Regions from separate parts of the Mus musculus genome. Here all the other regions are linked to region 1. The links are chromatin contacts, called in public ChIA-PET, HiChIP or PLAC-seq and promoter capture Hi-C maps. All regions are on one chromosome and are shown on one strand. The core of a region is the stretch at or near the end of the contact, and the rest is flanking DNA. Distances in the headings are between cores, read along the strand shown.

Evidence for each region. Promoter capture Hi-C pulls out the DNA fragments that hold promoters and counts their contacts. ChIA-PET counts read pairs in DNA pulled down with a chosen protein or histone mark. HiChIP or PLAC-seq counts read pairs in DNA pulled down with a chosen protein or histone mark.
Region 2: an RNA polymerase II ChIA-PET map of memory CD8 T cells shows a contact between it and region 1, with 18 read pairs. The contact joins the promoter of Ofd1 here to the promoter of Prps2 in region 1. A contact is called at or near these places in 4 of 39 promoter capture datasets (HPC-7-derived erythroid cells, hematopoietic stem and progenitor cells, neutrophils and 1 more), 1 of 484 Hi-C or Micro-C datasets (B cells), 2 of 115 datasets of contacts at active chromatin or transcription factors (embryonic stem cells and memory CD8 T cells) and 2 of 9 other capture datasets (adipose tissue and liver).
Region 3: an H3K4me3 HiChIP or PLAC-seq map of embryonic stem cells shows a contact between it and region 1, with 16 times the contacts expected there. The contact joins the enhancer-like site here to the promoter of Prps2 in region 1. A contact is called at or near these places in 5 of 39 promoter capture datasets (the C10 cell line, the HPC-7 cell line, liver and 1 more), 2 of 115 datasets of contacts at active chromatin or transcription factors (embryonic stem cells and stem cell-derived neural progenitor cells) and 1 of 9 other capture datasets (embryonic stem cells).
Region 4: a promoter capture Hi-C map of hippocampal neurons shows a contact between it and region 1, with 6 times the contacts expected there. The contact joins the promoter of Frmpd4 here to the promoter of Prps2 in region 1. A contact is called at or near these places in 2 of 39 promoter capture datasets (the 3T3-L1 cell line and hippocampal neurons).

Annotation. Positions count from the first base shown.
Region 1 is chrX:167,381,046-167,384,647 of GRCm38.p6, reverse strand. Prps2 (phosphoribosyl pyrophosphate synthetase 2) reads left to right here and starts at 1,899. Exons shown (of 7, transcript NM_026662.5): 1 at 1,899-2,178. The coding sequence starts at 2,057.
Region 2 is chrX:166,438,661-166,442,262 of GRCm38.p6, reverse strand. It overlaps Ofd1 (OFD1, centriole and centriolar satellite protein), which reads left to right and starts at 1,559. Exons shown (of 23, transcript NM_177429.3): 1 at 1,559-1,983; 2 at 2,136-2,234. The coding sequence starts at 1,969. Trappc2 (trafficking protein particle complex 2) reads right to left here and starts at 1,508. Exons shown (of 5, transcript NM_025432.4): 1 at 1,424-1,508.
Region 3 is chrX:166,530,005-166,533,606 of GRCm38.p6, reverse strand. Egfl6 (EGF-like-domain, multiple 6) reads left to right here. Exons shown (of 12, transcript NM_019397.3): 10 at 1,534-1,635. Among named protein-coding and RNA genes, the nearest start is that of Tceanc, 21 kb to the right of the region's middle. Within about 2 kb of position 1,731, at least 9 of the 459 cell types and tissues checked have an H3K27ac peak or open chromatin away from gene starts, as enhancers often do. A contact at or near this core is called in embryonic stem cells, where this site is marked.
Region 4 is chrX:168,121,066-168,124,667 of GRCm38.p6, reverse strand. Frmpd4 (FERM and PDZ domain containing 4) reads left to right here and starts at 1,727. Exons shown (of 17, transcript NM_001368936.1): 1 at 1,727-1,882. The coding sequence starts at 1,842.

The DNA of each region.
Region 1 (3,602 bases), core at 650-3,149:
TTCATAATCATGTAAGCAATGTAGAGTGCACATAAATGAACCAAGACAGCGGAACATCATTAAGCATTATAATATTAATGGTGTGGTCTGTCATCTGAATCTTTATGCAGCATATACTGGGTGTAGCTTAAAACCCACTGTAGGTAGATTGTTGCTGCTGCAGTTGTTTTTGAGACAAAGTCTCACTATATAGTATAGGCTGGCCTGGGATTCTTGGTCCCCAAGCCTCAACCTCCCAAGTGATGAGATTAGTTATATCATCACCTTGGCTCTTTTAAGAAATACAATAGGATATGTACATCTCTGTCAGCAGAATGAAAAGGAACAGAAATGCAATGGGAGTAGCGCTTTGGAGAACCACTGGGGCAGTCAGTGGAGTTTCAAAGGAAACCCTTTCATAAATTCAATTTGCTTGGGTTTGAGGAACCTTAGGGGATTGGAGAGACACAGTTTCAACAGGCCAGCTAGCCTTCAACTGAAAGACCCGCCTGCCTCTGCCTCTGCCTCTGCCTCTGCCTCTGCCTCTGCCTCTGCCTCTGCCTCTGCCTCTGCCTCTGCCTCTGCCTCTGCCTCTGCCTCTGCCTCTGCCTCCAGAGTGCTGAGATTAAAGGCTGACACCTTTGCAGAGTTCAAGGAAGGGCCCAGAAGCAAATCCCCCAAAGATACGGTCAATCTAAATACTCTCCCAAACTCCAATCACACAAGAAGTGCCTTTAGAGTGGGCTACAATTCAAGGGCAAGTAGTCTTTGTTGTATATGGCAAGCCAAATTTCAGTAGACAGTGGTAGAGCCCAAGCAACTATCTGGCCAGGTTAATCTGTCTCTGAAAGCTTTTAAGAAATGTAAGTCAGGATCACTAGTGCTCCACTCGTCCAGGAGCTCAGGATGAATCTCCTTTCCTTAAGTGTGCTTTGTGCCCAGCGATTGGCGATTGGCTCTGACACTGCATTAGCTACTTCAGAAATGCTGAGGTGGGGGTTGAGGGCAGGGAAAGCAAAGGACTCTGGGAGAGGGGGGTTGGTTGCCGCAGCAGGGGTGGGGGTGGGGGGTGGGGGAGTCTGACTCTAGAGAATCCAAGGGACAGGAAGTTGTGAAGAGAGCCTGAGAGCCAGCCTATCTACATAAAAACGAGGACTCAGAAGGAATTGGTGAGAGGCAACTGACCACTTGAAAATACGCTTTCCTCTTGTGGCCAAGCTTAGGGGTCAAATGGTGGCTGTCATCAATGACTCCTTTACAGAGCAACACACATTTAGGAGCTAGACGGTAACATGTTCAGGTTTTGTGGACCAAGAAGCAAAAGACAAGAAAGAATGTGGGCATTTATATAATAAGAAAAAAAAAAAAAACCAAAATTTTCAGCTTTTGTTGAAAAAACTGGAAAACAAAATATTTGAGCTAATTTTGTAAAATATACATCTAAATTAAATGACAGAGAAAGAGAATTCTTGTTGGTGAGAAACCCTTTTCTTAGTCCATCTTCAAACGTAGTCTATATCACCACTTCAAGTGCAAACATGCTTCACTCCCGTGTGCAAATACAAACCGATGTGTGGGTCTGGCCTATGTAGACACGGTGTGCACTTGAAGCCCAGGTATCACCTCTGGGTTCTGAGCTTCCGGGTTGAAAGGCTGCTCCTGGCTGTGAGGCACCACATGGCCCTTTCCTGCAATGGCTCACTGTGCCCACTTTATCTGGTTGGTTGACCTCCCCATTTAAAGGCAAGTCAGGAAGTCCTATGTGGAGCCTGGAGCTCCCCTACGGAGCAACTGTACTTGGGTGCTTCGGGACCACCCAGAGCTTCAAACCCAGATGCCCAGCCTGCGTGGGCAGAAGCAGCCTCCCAGCACCCTCCAGCGACTCTTCAGCTGCTCCTCCTCCCTCTGGCTCCTCCCCCGGCCCTCCCCTCCCCTAGATCCTGCTGCTGCGTTTTCCCGCTTCACCAGCAGCCCAGGCCACCGCAGCAGCAGCAGCAACAGCCGCAGCAACGGTAGCAGTAGTCTGCATCGCAGTCCCTTTCTCCTTCTCCAGCGCGCTCCTCAGTCCCCGGTCACCATGCCTAACATCGTGCTCTTCAGCGGCAGTTCTCACCAGGACCTGTCGCAGCGCGTGGCCGATCGCCTGGGCCTGGAGCTGGGCAAGGTGGTCACCAAGAAGTTTAGCAACCAGGAGACCAGGTGGGAGCCTCGCTGGGGCTGAGGCAGGGGCCAAAGCATGCCCAGGCCAGCTCCGCGGGCGTCATGCTCTCCCTTCCGGGGCGGGACGGCAACAACGCGGCTGCAGAGCCAGGGCGGCTGCGCCAGGGGAGAAAGAAGTTCAGCAAGGGACCCCCAACCCCCACCCCCAACCCGGGTCACCCTGGAGTCTCTACGCGTATCCTCTGGCTGTTAACCTTCTGGTGGCTGGGCCTCCAATACCCGGACATCGGCGACCTGTCGACCCTTGGGCACCCCAGGCCCCTCTTTTGCACCGGCTCGCCTGGTGTCTTCAGTCCGGAAGGACAAAATCGGGGCAGTTACAGAGCGTCTGGGAGAGTGGGCGCAGTCTGTGGGCATCACTTCGGTGCCGGGAATGGTGGGGGCGGGGAGACATCGGTGGATCCGCCCGCCCCAGTTTCCAACTCTCTGCCAGACAGAAACCCAGAATCCTGCATGGTTGAAAAGGCTCTGCACGGGTCCTGGGCACTGGGTTTATCCCAGGGAAACTTTCGAATGCCACTTCCAGCCGCTGGCGATCAGAGTACTGCCAGCTGCTCAGGTGACTCTCCAGAGCAGCAGGCTGGCCAAGCGCTGCCTTATCCAGAAAGGTGGGTTTGTGCGGGAGTTAGGCAGAGCGTGGGAAAGCGAGACGCACGTGTTGAGCGCTCGCACCCTTCCTTTAAACTTTGTTGCATCTATCATTGCGAATAGCTTCTTTGTGTTTGTGGAGCTTAGCTGCGCACAGCAACAAGACCCCAGTTTGTTCAAAATTCCACCGGTTTCTCACATTAGCAAAAGGTGCCACCAGGCAGGCGGAAGCTCTCCTCAGCTTAGACTAGGGATTCCTTGTCCTACTTGCCCAAAGCCAATTTCTTTTCCCGAATTCTATTTAGCACAGTTAACCAACTATACAGTGCACAGTGACAGATAACCGTTCTATATTTAGTAGCGCACGAATTCATTCCGCAAGTTTTACAGAAAAAAAAAAAGTCATTCTCCGTATTTACAAAAGTTAACTTAGAAACGGATTGTAGACACAAACGTCAAAACTAAAACTGAAATTTCCAGAAGGAAGCACAAAATCTTGATGATGGAATGAATCGAGAATTTGGTTGTGAGATTAAGGGCATTTTTTTTCCTTTTGGTTGTTTTATTTTGGTTTGGTTTTCGTTTTCTGGGACAGACTTTTGCTATGTATTTAGGCTGGTATTGAACTCACCCAGGTAGTAGTCCAGGTAGGCTTCGAACTCACAGGAGAACCCTTGTTTCTACCTCCCAAGCATTAGAATTTCGGGTGTGTGTGTCATCAGACCCAGTTAGATTAATATTGATGACAAAGATGATTTTTTTCTAGAGGTTATGTGAATCCCGTGTGACCTTTTCTAGGTGGTAAACTCCATTTA
Region 2 (3,602 bases), core at 310-2,809, 940 kb after region 1:
CTCCAGCTCTATGGGATCTAATGCCTTCTTCTGGACTCTGTGGGTACCTGTACTCATTACACACACACACACACACACACACACACACACCTCTAAAATAAATCTAAAAGTACAAAACAACCAAAAACTGAGTGAAGACAGTGCCCAAACAAGGTGTGGAAAGTGCTGCTGTCATCCTCATTACATCTCCTGTGAAAATACTTAGTTCTGGAAATCATAATTTCAAATGATGGATACCTTTAAACAATATGTTGGGAGCAGGGGGGTGGGTGGGGACTTAGACAATGAATGGTCTGAAAACAAAACAAAATAAGAGCAACTGAAGGAGCCAGTCGAGGGTGTTTTAAGCTAAGTGAGGATGAAGTGTTCTGTGGTGGGTGTTTAGTATATTCTTGAAATATAATGTCTAGTAGGAAAGGGATTTGACTAGGGATAGCTCGTGGTTCCTTATGAGCAAAATCTGCTTTGCTGGTATGGCTGCCAGGAGCTGGTGCTGAGAAACTGTGTGGTCAGCAGTGAAAGGCTGTGATCAATTAATTATTCATGTCTGGTATGGCTGTCAGGAGTTGGTGCTGAGAAACAGTGTGGTCGAATGGCTATGATCAATTATTCATGTCTGGTATGGGTTTGAGGGAGTGCAGTACATACACAAGATCAAGTATTTTTTTTTAACTCTAGACTTGACAGGCTTATTCTAAACTGCTGTAAAGGCCAAGCCCAGGGCTGACATCTGAAGTTACCAGGAAGCTAAAAATTCATATGGTGCAATGGTGGAAGACTACTAGTGCAAGAGCAGGATGAATTTAGAAATCCTTACAAGTTAAACATTTTAGTTAACAGGCAAACACAAGATAAAACGCATGCACCCCAGTTCAAAGCCGTCCATATTTATAGCAAATCTCTCTATGGAGGAACCTTTCAGAAACTTGCTCCTGACAGCTGTAAATTCAACTTGCCCCACAGATCAGCAAAACTAGTGGGGCTTTTCTATAAAATGAAGCTCCGTGCTTCTCAAGGAGATGCGCTTTTGCCCTCTTTGAGAGCATCTGTCAAAGTCTGGAGGGCGAGGTAGGGTACCACTGGCATTTAATGGAAACTGACCAAGGATGCGGTCAACCTACGATGCCCGAGACCGCTTTCTACAGTAAACCGGCTGCAAAGGGCAATGGCATTGCAATGAAGATGCACTGCGTTAGCGACCTGGAGAACGCCAAGCCTCCGTCCCAGTGCGCGGAGGTCCCCTCCAAGGGGACACGGAGGCTATACCAACTAGGAGAACGGGGATTACTCGGCGCCGGGGGGCTGGGCGTGCTGTCCCGAGTCAGGGCTGGGTAGAGGTAGAAGACCACTGTTCGCATCACGGGAGGCCTGGATGCCCCCGCGGACCCGGAACGCCCGCCGCCTGCTTCCCTCCAGAGCTCACCTGTAGGGAGGAGCCGAGATGAGAACCGGCCGCCTCTTTAATCTGCGCTCGGGAGCCTCAGCCTGGGAGTCCCAAAATCACTCTCGCGAGATCTGAGGCTATGCTCTCGCGAGACGTGGCCGGGACTGCTCGCCTAAGAGCGCGCAGGCGTCACGGAGGGCCAAAGCCTGGGCGGTTAGGCTGAGCCGGCCGAGCGGGCCGAGCGGCCGGAGCGGGCGGAGCAGGCGGCGGGCGGCGGGCAGTGTAGGGATGAGCTACGGAGCAGGGAAAACTGCCGACTGAGCGGCCGCTTCGGGGCCCTCGCTTGTCGTTTCCGTCTTTATTCCGTCCAGAGTCCCTCCTGGCTCGCGGACCCGCCCACCCTTCCCATACCGTGGGAGGAAGCGCGGCTGCTTGACGAGTTAGGGGCTGAATGTTTAGCTCTCTTGCTCCCCTAGGTCCCCAGAGACAAGCTGGATTCCGAGGTCAAGGGCTCCCTCTCCTCCTGCGCCCCGGCCCGGGCCGAGGAGTCCGACCGTGGAGGGGCGAGCTCGGGAGGAAAGCAGATGAGGATGGCTCAGGTAGTTCCACCTGCCACTTTCCAGGGTTTTTCCGATTGGACATCTCTTTGTTTTGATGTCCGTTAAGCATCTTAGGGCTTCCGGTGAGGTCACTGATTTCTGAAATTCAGGTCCACGTTGACACTAGGTAACCCATCATTTTCTCTTTTCAGTCCAACATGCCCCACAAGTCTGATGTGTTGAGTCAAGATGAACTGCGCAAAAAGCTATACCAGACGTTTAAGGATCGGGGTGTACTGGACACACTTCAGGTATCAGATTTAGGCACAATCGTGTCGTTATACTTCCACAAGTGTAACCTTTAACCGCAGGTGGCTCCACATTTAAATTCATTCATTAAGGTAGCACATAACCTGTATAATGAACACATTGCCATAAAACTAAGCTGCTGTTACAAATCTTGTTCCCAGTCTCGCTTTGATCATGCTACGTCTATGTAGTGAGCAGGAGGGGGACTTGCGAGGAACGGACTGCAGAGGGTAATGTGAGCAGAGTACTGTGGTCTACATGTCTGAGAACAACAAAATGAAGCCCAGTCTGTTTCATGATACTCCCTAGAAAAAAATCTATAGTGGAATGGTACCAGGTGTCTTGTCACACGCCTTTATCCCAGTTCTTCGGAAGCAGAGGAAGGCACATCTCTTGTGAGGGTAGCTGGGCCAAATAGCCAGTTCCAGGTCAGCCAAGACTTCATAGTGATACCCTGTGTCAGTAATAGTAAGTACACATAAGATATTTTAGAGTGTGGATATTTTAAATGAATAGCAACTGTTTATTAGAACATCTTAAGTTTGGGTAGCAGCAAGGGATGGAGTTAGTTCAATGTGTTTCCTTACAATATACCTTTTAGACTATATTTTACATATAGAATTGGAAATTAAGGAAAGGTGAGCCCAATTTTTCCCACTCTTGTTTTACTACATACAAATATTTAAGACTTGTCCGGAAAATACAGAAAGGCAGAAGAGAGAAAAATCATATATTATAACTACAAACTGCTGTTAGGCGTGTATATCATTTTAAAATTTAGATTATATGAGGATCCTTTTCCTGTTTCCTCAGGTTGCCTGAAATCCTTATTTTCAGTGGCAGCAGATTCCTCCTGGTCAGTCAGAGGTCATGGAGGTCGCTGCCTCCTATTGACTGAGGCTTCTACCTAGGTCTCCACCTCATCTATTTGTTGTACCTGTCATTTTCTGCCTAGTATAGAGAACTCCCCTGTCTGAGGAAAAAGGCCTGAGCATGCTTGGGCCAGTTTGCAGGGTTCTGCTTCCTTCCTGAGTACTGGGGTGTTAGGCCAGGGCCATTATGTCTTGGGGTAAGAGCGTTTCTAGCAATGTGTCCATATGGCTAGGGAAGGATTGTTGGTGTGTATTTCACAGGCAGTTTGGGAATATTTGTTTCATCCTTCACGTCTCAGTTTGATTTGGTCTTAAGCAATGGATATCATTATCTGTAAGCCCTTTGTGCAAGTCTTGTTCCCAGTTTCAGCATGACTGCTTATTCAGTCCATTAGCCCAATTGGAGGAAAAGCAGGGCATGTTTTCATTTTCTCAAATTTAGATAATTTTTACTTTCTTAGTTCAATGACTGATAGAGGTGAGTTAATAATGTAAATT
Region 3 (3,602 bases), core at 482-2,981, 850 kb after region 1:
AGCCACCTGGTCTCTGTAGCTCAAGGGTCCCTTTGTCCTTGTAGCTTAAGGGAATAAGATACCATTTAAGTAAGCGGAATGGTATGCTACCATACGAAATAGACAGTAGGCCAAGGTGCTAGCTTGCAGACCTCTGCTATATGTAAAGGTAACCTGAGACACTGGTTCAAGTCCTGCACTGGCTGAGTCCCCACGTATTCCTCTGATACATCTGAACTCCACATCCATTGTGCCATAACAAATAACAACAACAACAAAATGAAACATGTTCAAACCTGTCAGTAGGTCAGCTTATTTGATCCAATATGCCCCTGGCAAATGTCTAACAAAGAGTGTTGATTGGAATCATGAAATGCCCATTGGATTTGCACTAGTGGAGGTGACTAGGTGACAACATGAGGCCAAAGCCATTGAAACTGTGATTTATTATGTACACTCCCAAGAGAAGGGGGACACTCTGAGCAAGGGGAGGACCTAGTGGAAAACTAGGCCAAAGGTCTTTAAGGTTTCTCTAAGAATAAAGGCAAGGGGGACGGGGCAGGAGAGACCACATAAGATTGGATCATTTGAATACTTCCAGAAGGCCTTAAGAAAAGTGGTTCTCAACCTCTCACAGGGTTACATATCAGATATCCTGCATATCAGCTATGTACATTATGATTCATAACAATAGCAAGTTTATCGTTCTAAAGTAGCAACAAAATGATTTTATGGTTGGCGGAGCCAGGGGTCCTGACAGGAACGTTGAGAGCCACTACCTTAGGGGCACAGGGGCTATCTATAACTATCTGGTTTGGAGATGTTGTAGGGCAGGGGAAATACTGATTTGATGTGTGTGTTGGTCTGCTTTCTCTCACTATTACGGAATACCTGAACCTTGTAGAGAGGGGTGTGACTTAGATGTTCTATGTATGGCTGAGCATCCCACAAACACTTGTTTCTGAGCTTTGTTTTCAGTCTCTGGCTTGAGTTTTGTAAACAGCCTGTTTCATTCCCTGCTTTGCGGAACCATCTTTCTAGCCCCTACGGTTTTATTCTCAAAGATTACAACAGAATTTGTTGAGCATGCCTTTATAGACTCAAAAAATAGGTTATGTGGAGAGATGGCTCAGTGGGTTAAGTGCAAGTGCTGCTCTTGCAGAGGTCCCGGCTTCTGTTCCCATTCACGCAGTAGCTCAGAATCATCTGTAACTCCAGTGCCAGGAGATAATAATGCCCTCTCCTCCATGGGCACCAGGCACACACATGGTGCACAAATGTACCTGCAGGCAAAACATGCATACACATAAAGTTTTAAAGTCTAAAAAAAGAAATAGTGTATCTGGTTTAATCTACACCTGCAAGCTTGCCAATTAATATGATCTATATTCTACTCGCCTAAACCCATGACATTGCCTTCCAGAGTTGCAAATTAGCTACTGTTGTAATGTTCTTAATGGTGCTGATCTTTCTTTCTTTCTTTCTTTCTTTCTTTCTTTCTTTCTTTCTTTCTTTCTTTCTTCGTTTCTTTCTTTCTTTTTTTTTTTTATGCAGACTTAAACATCTCAGTTGACTGCAGCTTTGATCTTGGGGTCTGTGATTGGAAACAGGATAGAGAAGATGATTTTGACTGGCATCCTGCTGATCGAGACAATGGTATTTAAATTTCACTACAGCTTGTTCCGGGAGTAGAGAAGGCTGTTACTACTTACTAGATGCTAATGCCTGTTCCTGCTTAGGTCATGGTTGTTTACCATCTTTGGGAACCTTCGACCTTCGGGTGGCCTCTGATGGATGAGTAACTTGGTATAGCGTCGACTTCCTCCTCATCCTTCTCTTTCCCACATGACCCAGGAAATGTGTCCCAGTGTGCCTCTTTTATATGTACCCTCTTCTTTCTGAGAGAGGGAGATGGGAAGGAGAGGAAGGTGGGGGGATGAGGGGGTCTCTGAGACCTCCCTTTGTGCCAGCTTGCCAGCCACAGTCCTCTGTAGTTTTCATTTTACTTTTTTGATAGAAAATAAATCTTTTAAAGGTAATAAGACCTCTATCTACACTGGAGCTATAGTAGAGTTATCTCTCCGATGAGGATCAAAATCACTATGAGTGTAAAGGTAATGATCTAAACACAAGACTTTCTCATCCTTTCTATTATCCAAGGAATTCATTCTGACCACCTGGCCTTGGATTGTTCTCAACATTAGTTCTGAGCCATAAACTTCCTGGCTTTTGTGGTGTCTGTTTCAACTTTGTTGATGGGCCCTGGGTCCCCCTTGCGTGGAGTACTTGGCTTGCAGACACTGGAACACATATTGAATCCTGATCTCATGAAGACCAGCTACGTAACTGCAACAACTGCTATACATCTCCAGACGCCATGTCCTCACCAGTAGAATTGTATTTCCTTTGGGATATACAGGCTCAGCCTTGAATTAAAACATATTCCTTAGAATAAATTCCTTCCCAAGTTATTTCCTTGCAAGCCTGCACCAGCAGTCAGGAAGCTTTGATCTCTACCAAGAACCCCTGTTAGAGCTAGCAATTGGGGTAAAAAGAAAATATCCCACACATTAGTCATTCTAGTGAGCCCATCACTAAAGATTCAAGGGCAGTGGACAAGTTTAACAAGATGGAATGCATCTTTGGAGAAACTGTCTTGAAAATGAACACAAGATTCTCCTTTTTATTTTTTCATCATGGGATTGTAGATATTGGTGCTACCAGAGCTATAGTGCTTGGGGACCCCCAGATTGATGACAGCTCACCTGGTCAGCATTGTCTTACATTGACTCTCCCACCAATGAGAAGTCTTCTGTTTGCAAACACTCGATTTGCAAATAACCCCTATGTTCTCAGTTTCTGGGGTACTCACATCATAACTTCTCCCTTCCAACAGCTCCACCAGGCCTCTGCATAGTCTTGACTTCCCCTACAAAGCTAAATGTACATGAGAAAGATCGGATACATTACTATTGTTGGAGGGATGAACCCTCAAGGAAAGCTGAAAGCAGGCTTTAGCTGGGATTGAAGAGCTCACAGAAGAGAGGTTTACTGGATAAAGTACAGGATGCCTTTATTTGAGATAAATAGACTTCTTAGTATGAATTAAACATGTTTATTTCACATTCAAACTTCACCAGGCATCCTGGAGCTTTGCTTAATGAATGCTCTTGCTCATCCTCCTCTTTCTTTTTTATTCAGTCCTGGGCCCTAGCCCAAGGAATGGTGCTGCCCCCATTCTGAGTAGATTTTCCCACCCAATTGAAACTTAGATAATCCCACAGACATTCTCTTACAGCTGGCCCAGAGGCTTGTCTCATAGGTGATTCTAAACTGACAATCAATATTAACCATCACAGGTTATAAATTTTGGTGATGCTGTTACAGAAATAGTATGTCATCCCACTGAGAAATAAATCATTGCACTTAGAGATTAATAAGGGATAAAGCTCTTTAATAATAGCCCATATCTGACTCTGACTAATACCCAAAGAGTAGCTGGCCTTGAATAGAGCATTTTGCTAATTTACATACACCTTAGGCTTAGCATTCCACATGTTCTGTCATCCTTAAATCTCTTTCAGGTCCCAGCCTCAGATTACACTTTAAATAATGTAAACAGA
Region 4 (3,602 bases), core at 478-2,977, 740 kb before region 1:
GAATTTACATTAAACTAGGCTTCAGTATAAGAAGCTAAAGGAAAAATTTCCCTGCCTATTCAAAAGAAAATCTGTAATTTATGCCTGAGTGTTATTTCATCTAGATTGTGCAGATTGTTACTGATTTTATGTTTAATTTGGAGAGAAATGCCTTAAAAATAACATGGAAGTCCCGGGTCTGAATACTGAAAGACTTTAAATATAACAGCAAAAGCAGAAGTCTGGGAAGTTTAAACCTATTTCCTCTTCCTTAATCCCTTGGAGAGAGAGAGAGAGAGAGAGAGAGAGAGAGAGAGAGAGAGAGACACGCACTGGCTAGCTGGAGCCTCCAAGCCAGAGCCTCCAATCTTTCGCGGGAGGCATTGGCTCTTTGCGGTTGCCCTGTCGCCAGGTGAGAGCTGTCTGCGGTGGGGTAAGCACTCCAGTGAAGCCAGCTGACCTTCACTGACTCTGGGGAGAGATCCTGAAGAGTCTGAGAGAAGACTCCTTAAGACTCTGAGAGAAAGAAGAAAAAAGGTGAAGCCCCGAGAGAAGCCCAAGCCTCAAGGAAAGCTAGCAGTGAGTTAAGGAACAGGCGTGATTCTCCAAGGTAATTATGTAAAAAAAAAAGAAGAAAGCCTAGGAGTTCTAAATGGCTGCAACTTGGAGTTTACTCTGTCTAAGGTGAGTGTTCAGTGTTTGGTTTGTGCTTCTCGCAAGGTTTCTCTCCCCCTCCCCTTTACGGTTTTGCCCACCCTCAATTTGAAAAGGCAGCTTGCTCCGCCCGCCAGACCTAGCTAGCAACCCTTCTCTTCCCTGTCATCCTCAGCCCCTCCTAATTAGCGCTGCACCCCGCCCCCACCCCAGCTCCTGGGACCCCGAGTTCTCTTTTCCTCTAGTAAGGAGCAGCTGTGTTTATCCCTGCACCCCGCAAATTCATCCTGTGCTTATTTCACCAACGCTGCTGTGGTGCTGCTGTCCAAAGAACACACCTTTCCAGTTATCCCAACAGCCACGTCTCGCTCCAGTGGTTCAGGGAAAGCAGAGGGAACTCTTGAGCTCTCAAAACTGAGCCCACTCCGCTGGGTATCTCCCTTCCCTTCCCCTGACAAACGATCCCGTCGCTTCTTCCCATCCCTAGTTCTGTTTACGGAAGCCTAGGGCCGCCTGCGGTTGCATTGCTCTCCCTATGGTTTTTGGAGGCTGGAGGTAGTGTGTCGCGGTCCTGCAGCACGCTAAGGACTGTTGGAGCAGATCTAAAGGATCTGGAGGCTCCCGGAGCGGGTGACAGGAGAGTGCCCCCTCCCCCTGGGCGGGTGGGGGTAGGGAGGCGAGAAAGGGACTCGGGGAAGGAGGCAGGGAGGCAGCTGCAGTGCTGTGAGGGGTGCGTGCGCGTGTGCCAAGCTTGCCCGCCGCCTCCTGGTTCAGTCTGCGATCTTCGGTGCGTGGGACCCTGGGCCCCAAAGGCTGGGAAGCAGGAGCAGCACCCCTCACCCTAGCCTCTGGTCCTCAGGGCGCCTGGCGGTCCTTAGAGCCAAAGCTCTCAGGGCGGGGCGCAGGACCCGGGCCGTGCTCCCCGCCCCCGCTCCTTGTGCCCAGCCTGGCTCCTTCTCCATTGAGTTTTCCCGAAGCGGGCGCCCATCAATGGTCCTGCTTGGGGATGCACACGCAGCTCACGGCCGGAGGGGGGTAGCAGCCGCCGCCTCCAGGTACTGGCCCTCCTGGGTCTCCGCCACCACCCGCTGCTGCCACTCAAACCCCAGGCGCACTGAGGTCCTGGCCATGGGGCTGCTGAGGCTGCCTTTGCTGGTGTGAGAAGGGGCAACGGAGCCTCCAGGCTCTGGGGTCCCCAAGCTGCCTACATGGATGTCTTCAGCTTTGTGAAGATTCCAAAGCTTTCCAGGTAGGGACCGCGCGGGTTTTCTTTGCACCTAGGGCTTCCGCAGAAACTTGGTGCTTTATTTTTCTGGGGGCTGGAAAGAGCAAAAGCTTAAAAGAGCAGCCAGGCTTAAGGTAGGACCAAAAGAAAAGGACCCGAGGCTGCTGCCTTCAACTTATTTCTCCCTTTCTGATGGGGTTTTATAGCCCCCAAAATAGAGCACACACACACACACACACACACACACACACACACACACACACTGACACAGACACACAGACACCACCACCCCCACCAGATATTCAGCACAGCTTGTTTTCCCTCAGAAAAAGCCACAGTGGGGATTAGGGGTCACACTCTATGTTAAGGGTCAAGAGATGATGGTTGAAATCGATTTTACTAGGGAAAACCAGAAGTATTTCGAGCTTAGGTACTTGATTTCCAAACAGCAAGGACCCAAAAACCCCCTTTCCCTACCCCTAAATTAGTCCTCTATGCCCTGGAAAAGTCAGTTTGAAGGTTGACCCGGATGTTTCCAGCAGGGACCCAGATGGCAAAGTCATGGAGGTAGAAGAAAAAGGCTTTCAGCCATTCTTTGGGTAACTGTGGAAATAAATCTAAAGCCTTGGAGATTTAGAAATTTGCTTCTAAGTAGCTGTGTTATGATTGAAACTAAAGCGGAATCATCAAATCAGGAAGATTCCTTTCCCCAGCAGTGTCGATAAGAGAATAGTAACATTGCCTGCCACTTTGTGGCTACCTAAGTAGTATCTGGTCAGAGTACTCATTTATTCCCTGCCCTGCTGTGCTTCCAAAATCTTCACTGTACACAACAAGTCAGGTCTTGTGCTTGGGGCAATAACTGAGAGAGGTGGGCAGGAGAGGTGTTGGGAAACTATGTCTTCCTACTTCTTTGCAAGACTCTGGCAGACCCTGTGTCTTGGAGGTCTAGGGCAATAACCCCTATCAGATAAGCACTTTTTAAGATCAAGTATCATGCTATACTTTCCTTTATTCTATGGGATAAGAGTAAAATGTGTTGATTGCATAAAAAAGATGAACAATCTCAAAAACCCGAGGCAGAAAAATATGTTGACTTGGTTTGCCCAGTCCTATCAGAGGCACTCACAGCCCTCAGGTTTGGATAGTGCCAACAACTGCAGCTCTTTGTTTTCCCTGCCCATCCCTGTATGCTCTCAATCATATAGGTTAATCTTCACATCAGGCATAGATTACCTTAGGGAAAGGATCCCTATGTAACTTACTCTGGGAAGATTGGAGATACTAGGGTGGTAGATAAATGTGTCGTAGAGCCACCCACGAAGGTTCCTGCAGATCACAGGGCCGATGTGTGAAGCAGTCAGTGGCTATATGTGACAAATTATTTGGTTTCATGCTGATTATTTCAAAGGGCCATGGCTTCACACTGTCCTATTAACTTCCTGCATGCTTCTGCCCATGCCTGGAAAAATAAATAGCTAGCAAATAAGAAGCATGCTCAGGAAAGAGCTAAAGGCCAATTCTGGGATGTTGGCGTGGCCTCTGTGATCGATGGAAATGGGACATGGGGAGAGAAAAGTTCAGCGAAGGGATGGGTTAAAGTAACAGTGAGAATTGTTGGTGGCCTCAAGCTAAAAGCAGCAAGATTTACAAAACCTCCAGTGTCTTCACATAGTCCTGAAACTTTGGATCTCTGGAGAAGTCACTATTGTATTTCAAAAAAAAAAGATGTTTTGGCTAGATT